2 separate regions of the Mus musculus genome follow, and region 1 is linked to region 2. The links are chromatin contacts, called in public Hi-C maps. All regions are on one chromosome and are shown on one strand. The core of a region is the stretch at or near the end of the contact, and the rest is flanking DNA. Distances in the headings are between cores, read along the strand shown.

Region 1 (4,492 bases), core at 927-3,426, 98 kb before region 2:
TTAGAGTAGGTGTATTAATCAAGAATCATCATTACATCAGAATATGGGGAGAGAAGTGGCACATATGTGTATTTCTAGGAAAAGATACTTAACACGTTGATCATTGACATTGCTAGTAGTATGCTGAATGTGATAATATGAGCTCACCACCACCACCACATTATTCCACCATCTCCCGGCATCTATGCAAGGTTCAGATCCACTGACTGGTAGGTCTGCGTGGAGCCAGGAAAATCTGATTTATTGTTAGTTATTTGTCCCCCTTTATTATTCCTAATATTCACTTTTAAACAAAATTTTAAAACCTGTTCATTGTTTTCAAATATTTTAAAGATCTGTGGGTAACTAGCCTTGCTACACAATTGCACATATTCCTAATAAAAGCCAGATAAGTACATAGGATTTAATCCATGTTAGACTTTCAACAAACCACAGGAAATTCTTCGGGATGAATGGAGTTTGGGGTAGAATTGAGGCAACATTAAAAGTTACTTGGAAGACACTTAAGTTCTGAAATCCACCAAACAGATATTTAAATATTGTTCATAATATCCCTCCTAGCTCAACTTCAGGGTTATATTTGTACAAGACTGTCATTGGCTATTGTGGGGGTGGGGGGCTTCCTAAGAATAACTATTATAGATAAAGCGGTGTCGTGAATAATTCTAGCAGATCCAGAAGCTAAGGGGCTACAAAGGACATCTCAGCTCACCCTCTCCAACAAGGATTTCAGATCATTTCTTCCTTTTCAGTCTCATACAACAGTTGCTTGTGGTCTCAGATTTATCGATCTGTTCTTAAACATTATCCATTCACATTTCTTATCTTTTGTTATTTCATGACAACTGTCTCTTTTAGCACTGTGATGGTTGGATAAAAGACTGACTTTAATAAAAGTCATTATTACATACATTACCGCTAATTTATAAGCACGGCATTCTTATGTCCATGTTGTTTCTTATTTTACACACTGGGCGAAACCCCTTCAAATTCATTCTCTGATTTAGGTTCAGCACTTCTTTTCCAGGAGGTCCTCTGTTATCTCCCTAGAGGGTTATTCCTCCTGTCCTGTCCTGTCCTGGACGAGGTTTGATTTGGGATCAAAAGCAAGCCCTCTCCTGCTCAGCGATATGAAACACTAATGAGAAAGCCGGGAGCTAAGCCTTCGGGTTTCTTATCTTCTTCTATTAACCCACCGCTGGGAACAGGGAACCAGGGAAAGAGGACTGACCAGGCTCAGGGACCCTGTCCGCTCTGGCTCAGAGCCACTTTGATCTCATGTGTCTGCTTAATCAAGTTCATCTACTGCTGGGATTGACCAGATTCAAAGAACCACATTAAATAGTTTGATTATCGGGTGCCTATTTCCCTCTCCCCTCCATCCCTGATTTAATTTCCAAACGGCAGTCTCTCGCCTCCACCCCCAACCCCCCCAAACTCACCATCAAAAGCGAATTAGTTCTTCCCTTGGCATCCTCATTTGATGTGCAAATTTTCTTGTCTTTGCACATTTTTTTTTCTCCTGGTGTGTGTAGGGTTGGGTGGGGGGAGGGAGGGAGTGGGAAGTGGGGAAGCAACTAGACAAACTTAAAAGACAAGAACCTCATTTGCAAATCGCAACGCTAAAGGGTTAATCAGCAACTATAGGAGCCACCTGGGCTTTTCACAAAACCTTTGATGAATGGCTGCTCGCATTGTATTTAATACTGAATATTATTTGCGTGCGCAGAAAGCGAGGGTACTCATATGGGGAAGAGAAGAAACGTGGTTTTGTATATTCTATCACTTTTAACTCTGACAAGGATTTCAGACAGAACTAACCCAGCCCCACAGCAGAACACTCAAGCTCACAGAGTGCACCCTCCCGCCATTTATTTATTTATTTATTTATTTATTTATAAGTTTGGGCTAGGCTCTAATGCTCTAGTGCTCTAGTGACCCACACTCTAAGGTGAGCTGGACAAGGGGACCACAGTGCAAGGGAGGGGCGAGGGGAGAGTGTCAAAGTCCTCCCTGCTTCCGACACACAAACACTCCCCCTCCCAGCTCCTCCCAAAGCTTTGAAATCCCATCCCGGCTTTGTTGTCTTCCCTGAGGAGCTGGGAGGGCTGGGAGCCTGAGTATAAAGGCAGCCAGAGGTGGCGGTGGCGGTGCAGAGCTGTGCGCCTGGCAGCCAGAGACTCCACCAGCGGAGGTCCCGAAGTTGAGGTTCCGCAGTCCAGACTCTGCAGCCAGCCGCCGTGCAAAGTGACCTCTCTTTTCCTGACCTTTGCCTGTTTGCGTCCTTCGGAGATGATGGTTGTGTGTGCAGCGGCAGCTGTCCGGTTCTTGGCCGTGTTTACAATGATGGCTCTCTGCAGCCTCCCTCTGCTAGGAGCCAGTGCCACCTTGAACTCAGTTCTCATCAATTCCAACGCGATCAAGAACCTGCCCCCACCGCTGGGTGGTGCTGGGGGGCAGCCGGGCTCTGCTGTCAGTGTGGCGCCGGGAGTTCTCTATGAGGGCGGGAACAAGTACCAGACTCTTGACAACTACCAGGTAAGAGGGGTGCTGTGATCCCGACGGGGGTCTCAGAAAGATCTAGGTGTGTGAGATTTGGGGTGTGTTTGGAATCACTGCATTAAGAGCAGCGCGCTTAAGGGGCTTTTGAAGAGGCAGATGGGGACCTTGAAGGTGTGGGTACCAGGATGCTTGAGTTGCTCACCAGTCCGCTCCCTTCCCACAGCCCTACCCTTGCGCTGAAGATGAGGAGTGCGGCTCTGACGAGTACTGCTCCAGCCCCAGCCGCGGGGCAGCCGGCGTCGGAGGTGTACAGATCTGTCTGGCTTGCCGAAAGCGCAGGAAGCGCTGCATGAGGCACGCTATGTGCTGCCCCGGGAACTACTGCAAAAATGGTGAGTCTTGGACTCCTTTTTAAATTAGAACCACCTTGCCTTTGAGGACCCAGGAATCAAATGAAATGCTCTGGTTCTGTCAAAGCTAAGGTGGCGCCACCTGCAAACGCGTGCTCATGCAAGGGTTCTCCTGACACATCGTCACTGGCTTGTGTTTGAGCACTTGAAAGTTTATCTTTCCTTGCCTCCCTCTGTGATCTAACAACAAGACCTGAAAGTGGACCCTTCCATCAAACAATTATCTTCAGGGAGCCTTGGGGCACTTGAGAAAGGGGGAGAGGTCGTTCTGAAAGGGGAGCCAGACGTTTTTTTCTTAAGGTGGACTCTGCGTGGCTTTGCCAGTCTCTCTTTCCTCTAAGGCTATTACAACTGTTGTCAACGGGGAGCTAGAATGATTAATCTCTGCTGGCCAGCTTTTAAAAGAGATCTCTGTACCGCTTACACCCCTAGCTCTCCATCCCTTCTCCCCTTTCCCTCCACCCTCAACTACCTTCAAAGAAGTACTGCCCCCACACACACACACACACAACCACAGATCCACAAAATGTTAATGTCTCAAAGAAGTCTCCAGAAATAAACTTGAGGGGTGGCTAACTTCCTAGGTTACAGCAGCATTCCAGAGTCAACTCACTAAAATCTCCGTAATATCAAAATTATACAGTAAAGTAACTAGCGGGTGAGATCGCAGTCTTCCAGGCAGCCGGAACTGCATTGCGCAGCTAGCACCCAGAGCAGAGAAGTTATTTTTTAAGATTAATTTCTTTTAAGTGACTGGATTTCTTTTTCCTAGCCCAAAGGGTAATATTAAAATAGACAGAAAAGTCTCTACTGCCTCCACTACAATTAGTAGGAAAGCATTTAAAATGGCTATACCTGAGGCGTTCCATACGATTCGACAGTACACTCATTGATACTGCTTTCTCTGGGGAGTTTTGGTAAATAGAAAGGCAGCAACAGCAGTGAGGTAACTCACAGTGGTGTCTGTATAACCCACTGCTCCTGTCTTGGCTATTAGCAGCAACAAACTACAGCCTGAGGATTAATCACTATTTCTGGTTTTCTTAGGAATATGCATGCCCTCTGACCACAGCCATTTTCCTCGAGGGGAAATTGAGGAAAGCATCATTGAAAACCTTGGTAATGACCACAACGCCGCCGCGGGGGATGGATATCCCAGAAGAACCACACTGACTTCAAAAATATATCACACCAAAGGTAGTAAAGGGGCTTTCAGGCTCAGCCTTTCCCATTTAATATATCAGAAGTGCATTTAGAATTGTCTCAGTGGGATGGTACAGGCCTCGCAGTAACTGTAATTTTCCTTCTGTCTCCTTCACAGGACAAGAAGGCTCCGTCTGCCTCCGATCATCAGACTGTGCCGCAGGGCTGTGTTGTGCAAGACACTTCTGGTCCAAGATCTGTAAACCTGTCCTTAAAGAAGGTCAGGTGTGCACCAAGCACAAACGGAAAGGCTCCCACGGGCTGGAGATATTCCAGCGCTGTTACTGCGGGGAAGGCCTGGCTTGCAGGATACAGAAAGATCACCATCAAGCCAGCAATTCTTCTAGGCTCCACACCTGCCAGAGACACTAAACCGA
Region 2 (4,899 bases), core at 1,317-3,816:
TCAAGTTATAGTACTCTTTTGAATCTAAATATTCAAATATTTAGTATGAAGGGCAAACCGTTCTTCAGCGCTTTTCTTTTTAAAGAGGCCTGTCCTTCACTCCCCATAGAATCAGCTCCAGTCCCTAAAACAGGACTCATAATCTAGCAATTTATCTTCAATAGAGAAATGAATAGATAACATAGAGAAAATTAATTCTTTCTCTACCTGATTTCAACTTGCTTTGTTTTACGTTGTCAAATTTGGCAGCTCAATTAACTTTCAGATACAAAGAACAACATTCCAGTCAAAAGTATTAGTGTTTCCCCTTGCGTTCTGAGTTGAATTGCCTTAATAAAAAATAGTATGGAATGGGAGTTTGGAAGCTCTCAAGATTAATATGAAAATTAATAAGATTAATGTACTGAATGTCCAGGGAAGGTCCACACAGCCCATTCTTCTCACACACTCTTTTTTTTTTTTATTAGATATTTTATTTATTTACATTTCAAACTTTCCTGGTTTCCCCTCTGAAAGTCTCCTACCCCCCTACCCCTGCTCACCAACCCACCCACTCCTGTTTCCTGGCCCTGGCATTCCCCTACACTGGGGCATAGCTGCTCACACACTCTTAGCAGTGATAGAAGAACACTTAATACTGACATATCTCAAGCAGATGTCTGGTAAGAAGCGGCATCAGAGGAAAGCCAAGTTTCCTTCCAAAGGGTGCCAGCACTTTACCTTTGTCTCCTAGTTTTAAGACTAGTGGAAAAGATGAATAAATAAAAGCAGAAGTTCTTGGAACCCCTGTGGTCAGAAGGAAGCTGTAAACTCTGTTTGGAAAGAGCCGAGTTGACTGTACAGCATCTAGAAGGAAGGCTTGAGCTTCCTCCGCCTTCCGAAGAAGAAGCCTCAGCGTTGAAAAAGTACTGTCGAGAGATCTCGTTATCAGTCAGGGTGTGCCAAATATGTCACAGCACGGGTGGACTAAGACGGGCATCTCCAAGAAACCGGACAGAACACTCCCTACTTCTCTCCGAATGCTTTGGCAATATGGACATCTCTCTTCTCCATGCAGCTGGGTGAGTGGGGAGCAAAGTTGACTGAGATCAGGTCCTACAAGGAGAAATCAAGAGGATTCTCAAACTAAAGGAGGAAGTGTGTAAGACCTGGGTCTCTTGGGAAATGCTTCCCGGCCCCTTCTCCGATCCTTAAATCCTCTTCGGTCTTACTTTGCTGCTGCTAGCTTTCATATTACTCTCTGTGTATTACAGGTCTGTCCTCACAGGAACGTGCCCCCCACCCCACCCCACCCCACCCCACCCCCTAGACTCCAAATGATGAGCTGGTGCTTTCTGAAGCCATTCTTATATACTATTTAACCCAAAGCTACTGCCTTCATTTTAAGTGGCCAGTTCAAGCCAATTTTAAAGGGTCCACACCAGATAGTTTGACCATACAAACTCGACTGAATTGTGATAATAGTGTCTGTAATTAGAATACTGCATTGACATGCCTGCTGGCATGTTGTCCTCTGTACATATTAAATACATCCCCTAAAATTATTTTTGATTAATCCTTCAGGGTTCATCATGCAACTTGTTACTGTCCCTTCTTTCTGCAACTGTCAAGCTTCCGTGGATCACAAGCACATGGCTGGGTTCTGAGCTCTGAGAATGTGTGTGTGTGTGTGTGTGTGTGTGTGTGTGTGTGTGTATGTGTGTGTGTGTGTGTGTGTGTGTGTGTGTGTGTGTGTGTAGACAGAAATATCAAAAGCAATAATAATGAAGAAAGTCTTATTGACTCTCTGTGTGACAGAGACCACCAACCCACTTACACATGCAGGGATAGAGAAAGAAAGCCTCCTTTATAAAGCTCCCTCCCATTTCTCTCTTCTTCCCTTGCTCCCATTGGCCACCGATTTAGCACAGGCGTTAGAAAAGCAGCCGCTTGTAAAGGGCAAGATAGTAAATATTTCAGACTTTGCAGGCCATAAGGTCTCAGCTGCAACCGCTTAGCTCTGCATTTGAAGCTTGTAAGCAGCCAGAGACAGTGCGTAAGTGAATGGGTGTGGCAGCGTTCCAATAAAACTTTATTCATGGGTATTGAAATTTGAATTTCATATCATTTCCATGTGTCACAAAATATTCTTTTGATTCTTTTCGACTATCTAAACGTGAAGAAGCCATGCTGAGCTTAGAGGGTGAATGAAAAAGGGGAGGCAAGATGGGTTGGGCTCGCCGGCCACAGTTTGCAGCTCTCTGCTTTGACACCACCAGGGTATAAAGAATCAAAGTCACTTTCTTGGCTCTTCGGGGGTGGGGGGAAGCCCTGTTTAACAAGTTCATTTTGACAAGTCCCTCTGGCCACAGCCAGACACCATGTATAAGGAGGAGCTTTCCCACAGCCTTCCAATGCTTCCATCTCTTAAGCCAGCGGTGTCTCTCTCTGATGCGGCAGAAAACCTTCTTAGCAGCTTACCGGCTGCACTTGTGTTCTCCAGTGTCCCAGACACCAGATCTCATTATGACTGTGCTGCTCTAAGTCATCCGTGCCAATTTGCTTTGGCCATCTAAAAAAAGCTGCCTCCGCCCGGCACTGTGGGTAAATTCAGTCAGTAGTGGAAATAGTCAGGCCATTGCTCTCTGGAAACAAGCCCAGAGGGAACTTTGGGCAGTGGGATTCTTGCAAAGTGCCAAACCACAGCTACAGAGGGGATGTGAAGGGAGGAGACTGCCACAGCCCAGGAAATAGCCAGCTGGAGAAGGATGTCAGCCAGCTATGAAGAGGCGAGGCCCCAGCAGAGCATCAGCTGCTGGCATCATGTCCTTTCTAGCTTAGCGGCACCGCGAGAACCTTCACTGCTCTATGATTGCTACTGTGCTCACAGCCCTTCCTAAGTAGCCCACTCATCTGTCCACTGTTCCAACATCAGCCTGTTTTGATTAGAATAACAGAGAGCTCCAGGTTCTAGACTGGACTTCTGCACTCCTCGGTCCAGGAAAAGAAAGTAAAGAAAGTGTCTTCTGCAAACAGGAATCTTTCCATATAATACTCCAGCCATCAATAGTCATTCATTCCACGCCAAGAAGTTTCCTCTGTACAATTTCTTCTGTATTTTTAACTCTTCTTGTTCTCGTTCTCGTTCTCGTTCTCGTTCTCGTTCTCGTTCTCCTCCTCCTCCTCCTCCTCCTCCTCCTCCGCCTTCTTCTTCTTCTTCTTCTTCTTCTTCTTCTTCTTCTTCTTCTTCTTCTTCTTCTTCTTCTTCTTCTTCTTCTTCTTCTTCTCCTTCTTCTCCTTCTTCTTTGTTGTCATCGTCATTTTCTTTTTCTTCTTTGACATCTTCATCTTCTTTTTCCTCTCCTCCTCCTTTCTTCCTCTCCTCCTTCCTCTACCTCCTCCTCTTCTCCTCTCCCTTCTTTTTCTTCTTCGTGTCCAGAGAATGTTCCAGAGATCTTTGTGAGCACCCAGCTTCTGCATCATTTTGATTTGTAAAAAAATTGGATTTCTGGGTCTGTCTCTCCTCGAATTTTTAAGACAATGAAAGTAAACACAGTGTGCCTACCCTGGGACATCCAATTGCTGTAGGCCTAAGCCCATCTTCTCTCACTGAGGCCCAACTAAAAAGTCCAGTTAGGGGAAGGGGATCCAATGGCAGGCAACAGAGTCAAAGACAGTCTTTGCTCAAATTGTTATGAGACCCACATGAAGACCAAGCTGCACATCTGGTACAAATGTGTAGGGGGGCTAGGAAAAGCCTCTGCATCCTCTTTGGTTGGTAGTTCAGTCTCTGTGAGGCCCCATGGATCCAGATTAGTTGACTCTGAATGTCTTCTTGTGGTGTCCTTGGCCTCTCCAGTTCAGTCAATTCTATCCCCCACTCTTCTGCAAGACTGCCCAAGTCCCACCTGATTTTGGCTATGGGTCTCTGCATCTGTTTCCATATGCTGCGTTGGATGAACCTTTCAGGAGAGAGTTATGCTACATTCCTGTCTACAAGAATAGCATAGTATCATTAATAGTATCAGGGATTGCCTATCTTACATGGGAGATGTTTCAAGTTGGGCAGGTCGATGGTTGCCCATTTCCTCAATCTCTGCTCCATCTTTATCTCTGTGAATCCTATAGGCAGAACAAATTTTGGGTTGAAGGTTTTAGGGGTGGGTTGATGTCCCCTTCCCATTAGTACATTTCATTGGTTAATAGATAGGAGAGCCTGCTGGAGATGTTGGGTGCCTGCCATGGCTTTATTCATGTTTGTCATTTTTTTTTGCATCGCCCCTGGTGTCTGCTCTCTTTCCATCCAGTCACCCTGATGTTCTCTCAGTGGTCGTGAGGATGAGAAGGCACCAGGACCCACTGACCCCAGTCTCCAGCAATGCATGGATAGATTAGAATATTGGATTTCCCACATTTCTTTTTAGCTTCACTTTTTGTATCTACCAACTGAATATTCTAAATAAACACATACACATTTATGGTATATAATATTGATATAAATAATTAACTTAATCATAAGACCAAATGACTCATAATTATATAAAAAATAATTGATGCTAGAAGTGGTGATATGTGCCTGCAATCCCAGTACTTAGAAGGTTGAGACAAGAAGATTGTTAGTTCAAGATCAGATAGGGCTACTTGGAAAGTTCAAGGTCACCCTCAGAACCTAAAACTATGTTTAGCAAGACCTCACCTCGATAAAGCAGTAGTGGGAAGAATATCCACAAGTAGCATTTTAATGTTAGTTAGTTCTTTTCTTTATTTGACATGAGCTTTTTCTTTTTCTTTCTTCATTTTTGATGTTTTGTTTTGTTTTGTTTTGATTTGATTTTCAGTACTAGGACTCACACTCAGAACATGACAGCATACCAAAGAATTCTAATGCTTGCATGGATAATAGAAGATCTATGTGAGTTC

What was found. A called contact is a pair of places that touch in the nucleus more often than the background predicts.
Region 1: a contact with region 2 is called in a Hi-C map of the N1E-115 cell line, with 8 times the contacts expected there. A contact is called at or near these places in 10 of 39 promoter capture datasets (the 3T3-L1 cell line, the HPC-7 cell line, HPC-7-derived erythroid cells and 7 more), 5 of 484 Hi-C or Micro-C datasets (the N1E-115 cell line, embryonic stem cells and undifferentiated spermatogonia), 9 of 130 datasets of targeted methods (craniofacial prominence, embryonic midbrain, embryonic stem cells and 2 more) and 4 of 9 other capture datasets (adipose tissue, embryonic stem cells, macrophages and 1 more).

The regions. Positions count from the first base shown.
Region 1 is chr19:30,547,180-30,551,671 of GRCm38.p6, reverse strand. Dkk1 (dickkopf WNT signaling pathway inhibitor 1) reads left to right here and starts at 2,176. Exons shown (of 4, transcript NM_010051.3): 1 at 2,176-2,538; 2 at 2,726-2,894; 3 at 3,960-4,109; 4 at 4,234-4,492. The coding sequence starts at 2,293. The coding sequence ends at 4,487.
Region 2 is chr19:30,448,803-30,453,701 of GRCm38.p6, reverse strand. No RefSeq gene overlaps it. Among named protein-coding and RNA genes, the nearest start is that of Gm36319, 56 kb to the right of the region's middle.